Regions from separate parts of the Rattus norvegicus genome. Here region 1 is linked to region 2. A link is a contact called in public Hi-C data. All regions are on one chromosome and are shown on one strand. Each heading gives the region's core, a stretch centred on a gene start, on an enhancer-like site or on the middle of the called end of the contact. The rest is flanking DNA. Distances are from core to core; before and after follow the strand shown.

Region 1 (2,700 bases), core at 39-2,538, 39 kb after region 2:
AGGGGATGGCCCCGTGCCTATACAGATTTCAGCAGCCTTAACGGGACTCCGTAGGTTGAAAACCAAACCAAACCAACCAACCAACCAATGAAAAAACAAAACAAAACTAAACAAAACCACATGAAGTTGGGGGGTCTGGGAAGAGTTGGAGTGGGCCGTAGGGGTCGATTCGATCAAAATATATAGTATACATGTATAAAATTCTTAAGATAAAAAAGGGCAAAACTTAACCCTGAAGCAACAGCTAAAAAATTCTGTTGGGATTTATAAGTAGCACTACAGCTTTGAGAAACTGTGCTTTCAGGCCCTGGAGTGGCTCCGAGGGTGAAAGCTGTTGCAGTGCAAGACCTGAATTTGATTCCTGGAACCCAGTTAAAGGGGAAGCCACTTAAAGGAGAAAAGAGTGGGTGCAAGTCCACAAAACTGTCTCCTGACCTCCACATTTGGTCGTGACAACCATGCACTGCTCCTCCCCCATTCCTTAGCGTGTGTGTGTGTGTGTGTGTGTGTGTGTGTGTGTGTGTGTGTGAGAGAGAGAGAGAGAGAGAGAACAGAGACAGAGACACAGCACAGAGAGACAGAGACACAGCACAGAGAGACAGAGACACAGCACAGAGAGACAGAGACACAGCACAGAGAGACAGAGACACAAAAAGAATGAGAATTACTATGTATATTTTAAACGAGGCCTGGTTTCTTCCGGCTTGGAGACTACTTTCTTAGTTCATTATATTAAAGGAAAAACACAAGAACAGAGGTCCCATGGGACTGCATATCAATTGAAATTCAGCTGAGCACAGCCAAACAACGTGGGTCTGCAGTAGCAGGAGACCAAAATAATGTGACAGCAGGTGACTTTTCTAAAGAAGCTTACAGTGTGGGTTTAGCATAGAACTTCCTCACCATAAAGGAAAAGGAAAACAAAATGTTTTTCCTTCTAAAACAGCTGCGTAACTTGCTGGCTAAGCAAATGTTTTTCCCTATTGTAGTTCAGAAAGGAACAGCACTTGGAGGACTTGTCTCCCCTTAGCCCTTCCTTCCACCCTGGACTGTACCATTCATTCTTAGATTACAGGGTGATCAAAAGCAGAAATTAAGTTAGTACTTGTCAAAACTCGTCCCTCTACCCTTTGTAAGCTAACATTCTTCTCGTCGCGGCAACCAGAAACGGTTCAGGGGCTGCTGCGCTTGCAAGGTCGCTGCAGGAGGGAGCACCGAACTTTGGACTGCACCTCAGAGGGCGAGGTAAACAAGAGGGCTATAAATGTCAGTGTCAGCCTGTGGCTTTGTGGATCTGCCCTAACTAGAGCAAAGAGAGGGGAAGACGCAAGCTAGTCTGAAGGGGTTGCGTAAGTAGGACTTGATTCTTTTAGAGTTTGGGAAATATTTTCTGAGGTAAAGTATGTTTCTCCCCTGCCTTAAGATAGGCTTAGTAAAAAGATGACTAATAGACATTAAAAAACATTTTTTTAAAGTGAACAAGAAGTGTCTGGGGAAAATAGTTAACTTTTTGAAACATTCTTTTTATGTTTTTATTGTTGCTGATTTCTGTCCTTTACTGGGCCGTGCTCAGGGGAAGTTGGGGCAATGGAAAATGCAGCTGTTTCTCTCTGCAGGAGACTGTGGTCTCAGATGGACAATATCTGGTTAAATTCCAGGGCTTCCCACCGAAGTTTAGAGTGGGGACAGACAAGAGGAAAAGCTAGTGGATTTCAAGAGCGGACATGGTAAATAGGTGCATTCTACCATACTGTCCAGATGTCCAGGGAAATCAGAAGCAGCTTCAGAGTGGAAAGCCGGGACGGAGCAGACTCTGGCCCCAGTGCAGAAGTGGTCACTTTTAGGCAGTAAGGTGGCGCCCTAGGTGGTCCTTTGGTGGGTAACTTTAAGTAGAGAGTGGAAGCTTGAAGATTGATAAGGGGCTTTAAAATGCTGGTCTGAAGTTCAGAGGAAGAGAATATGTGGCAAAGAGTATGCCTGCTTTCCTTTTAACGAGGTACAATCAAATGTAGTTCTGAACATAAACAGCTAATTCAGGCTTGTGACTGAAGACTAACTGAAGGCTATACCTACTGTCCAGTTGTTACTGGATCTAATTTTGTTATGTGCCTTCATTCAAATATATATATTTGACAGTTATAATTAAAATGCAAAGCTTATACCATAAAAACAGCTTTAAGCAAAGCTGAGCAGCCTATTGATTAATGAAGGACAATTCTGCAGGTGGGATGCATCCTCTCCAGTATCCCCTTTGTCACCAGATCACTCTGGGTGAGGGAAATAGTCTCTCTCCTCAGTGATGTTCGACATGTAGCCATTGGAAAATATTTTCTTTACAGCAGAGTATTAAGGGCCGAGCCCTCATGCTGGAGTTCTATAAGAGCTGAATTTGTGTGTGTGTGTGTGTGTGTGTGTGTGTGTGTGTTAGAGATTTGGCCCAGAGCCTCATGTCAATTTAGTCTAGGGAAGAAATACAAGTTAGACTTCCTATTAAGAAACTGAATAGCTTCCTCCCCCCCTTTCAGAGCATAGAGCATAGAGCATAGAGCATAGAGCATAGAGCATAGAGCATAGAGCATAGAGCATAGAGCATGTAGAAAATTTGCTGCTATAGTTATTGCGAGGTGAAATATTTAAAAACTATCAGTATACCCTGCTAGCAGAGAGATCCATGGCTTGGATTGGTCAGAACCAACTTAA
Region 2 (2,700 bases), core at 182-2,681:
ACAGCTTCCTTTTGGGTTCTCTTAGGAATTAACTCATTTAGCTACTGAAAGTTGAAAAACAGCCAAAGGAGACTTGGCTGAGCCTGCCTGAGAGGGAGGAAGGCAAGAAGCCATTGCCCCAGGCACAGGCAGGTGGGAGAAAGGCAAGACAGGACAGGCGAGGCAGGAGGCGGGGCAGGTGCTAGGCTCTTCCTGTTCACCACCGACTTCACAAAGTCATCACCCCATTACGCCACTGCACAGGTCTCCTTCCTGACTGCAGGGGTCTCTTTGACCTCCAAAGACAGTTTCGTTCAACACAACTAAGTGACCAAAGTTGGTTCATTCCTTGGGAGTCTGCCCACGACTTGTTTATTTTAGGCATATTTAAGCACACCAAGTCTAGTGATAATTAACTCAATCTTGTGAACATGATTAAGCATGTATAAATCTGAGGAACAGTAAGCTAAATAAAGATTGGTCATGACCACACGAGACTCTTTGTAAAGTAAGTGTGCCACTTTCTGTAAGATAGGTTCTGGAGATTGGCCGAGAAGAGCAAGGGTCTGTGGGAGGGTCTGGTGTGATCTCTGGCCACATAGACAGCACAAAGGTCACCAGGCTAGAATGCACATCTATCCTTTCACTCCCAGCCTTCTGGATGGAAAACAGGTACAGCATTCCTTCCCTTGAAGGAATAACCCTGTAAGCTGACGTTCCTGGTTCCTCTAGCACGTATTGATAGGTTGTTTCTCTGCTGCCAGGGAAATGAGCCAATTCAAACCAGATTAGATTAGATTATAGGCGGGTTTATTGGGAAGCTGCTCTCAGGTGGGCAAGTTCACTGGCCCCAAGGATTGAGGCCAGGGGAGTCACCATGGGGAAAGTGGAGGGGAGGGAGAGAGAGAAAGAGAGAAAGAGAGAGAGAGAGAGGAGGAGAAAGAGAGAGAGGAGAGGGAGGGAAGAAAGTAGGGAGAGAGAGAGAGAGAGAGAGAGAGAGAGAGAGAGAGAGAGAGAGAGAGAGAGAGAGAGAGAGAGATCTGGATTATATAAGGAAGAGCCTCTGGGGAAATGCTGCCCAGCCTCTGGGCTGGAAAGTTCAGGGTTGGCAGGGTTGGGGGCAGGATACACCAGGTAGGGATTGAGGGATGCTGGAAGAACTAGAGAACCAGGTCTGCTTTGGTATGTAAAATATGCACCTCAGTCCCTTGTCCCTGAAACCAAACACTTGTCTGTGACCACAAGGACCTCTTCACCACATACTTCCGGTTTCTCTCCTCTCTGTGGCTGGCACACACACCACTATTGAATGTTGTCCTGGATTGCCTGCTGCATCAACCACTTATCTTTATGTTTTCCCTCTCCTGATTTTAAATCTGCTGACTGGGGCCCTGTGAATAAGATTGACAGATGATTGACCAGTAAAACAAGCACAGGTATTAGCATGTACGCTGTGTATTCATGGGGGTGGGGATGGGGGTGGTGGGGTGGGGCTAGTGACTGAGGGATGAGTACAGCCTGAACTCACACAGAATCTCCCGAGAAAACAATGGTCTGGTAGAGAACTGAGAAAACAAAGGGGAAGGATCTTGAGCTTCCAGACTGGCTCGGGCTGCAGAAAGGAATCCTATGTGGGTGACCAATGGAGATAGAGACCAATTAGCTGGGTCTGCCACAAGTATTCTTCTGTCCCTTTCTCTGAGTTGATAAAGCATGGAGTTGTTCTGAGCCATAGAGGAAACAAACCTAAAATAAAACTGAAGAGAAAGAAAGAGAGAAAGAAAGAAAGAAAGGAAGGAAGAAAGAAAGAAAGAAAGAAGGAAAGAAAGAAAGAAAGGAAGGAAGGAAGAAAGAAAGAAAGAAAGAAGGAAAGAAAGAAAGAAAAGAAAGAAAGAACTGGCAGAGAAGGGGAGGCAAAAGGATATTACTGTGTCTGCCTTTTTAATTTGCTTTATCTTACATCAGCATGTGAAAGTGGCATGCTTTGGGGTGATGCATTCTGCCACTTCTTCTGAAAGAGAAAATTACATAATTTTGTGGTTCTCTCACTTAGGTGAAAAAAGCAAACAATAACAGTCCCCAAGGGATGGACACTGAGGACACCAGAGTAACCCATTCAAAACACTTAGGACCCAGCTAGCAAACAGCAAATGCTATTAAATTTTCTATTTAAGAAATTCTTGGGGCTGGGGATTTAGCTCAGTGGTAGAGCGCTTGCCTAGGAAGCGCAAGGCCCTGGGTTCGGTCCCCAGCTCCGAAAAAAAAGAACCAAAAAAAAAAAAAAAAAAAAAAAAAAAAAAAAGAAATTCTTTGAATTTCCCTTATGGAGGGAAAAGGAGGGTAAAGAAGAGTGAGGGAGGGTGAGGAAGGGTGAGGGAGGGTGAGGAAGGGTGAGGGAGGGTGAAGGAGGGAGAGGGAGAGTGGGGGAGGGGGAGGGAATGTGAGGGAGGGGGAGAGGGAGGTTACAGGTATAAACAGTTATTTGTTAGAATACACTTCCTTCTAGAAATCTGGACATTGTTGAGTTGAGTCTCAATAGCTAATGACACCCAATAGTTGGTTTTGCAGGTAAAGCCTCTTGCCTCCAAACCAGATGACCTGAGATCCATAGGGTGGAAGGAAAGAACAGACTCCTGTAGGTTGTCTTCTGATTCCCACACACATACCATGGCAGGTGAGCTACACACATGTGCACATGCATACATGCACATAACACAAAAT

Evidence for each region. Hi-C and Micro-C count contacts between places; a contact is called where the count stands out from the background.
Region 1: a Hi-C map of liver shows a contact between it and region 2, with 2.5 times the contacts expected there. The contact joins the promoter of Selenop here to the enhancer-like site in region 2. A contact is called at or near these places in 7 of 12 Hi-C or Micro-C datasets (Schwann cells, hepatocytes, kidney and 3 more).

Annotation. Positions count from the first base shown.
Region 1 is chr2:54,224,624-54,227,323 of GRCr8, forward strand. Selenop (selenoprotein P) reads left to right here and starts at 1,289. Exons shown (of 5, transcript NM_019192.2): 1 at 1,289-1,349.
Region 2 is chr2:54,185,925-54,188,624 of GRCr8, forward strand. The region is part of intron 1 of LOC102548571 (a long non-coding RNA gene); the gene reads left to right. Among named protein-coding and RNA genes, the nearest start is that of Selenop, 39 kb to the right of the region's middle. Within about 2 kb of position 1,432, at least 39 of the 93 cell types and tissues checked have an H3K27ac peak or open chromatin away from gene starts, as enhancers often do. A contact at or near this core is called in liver, where this site is marked.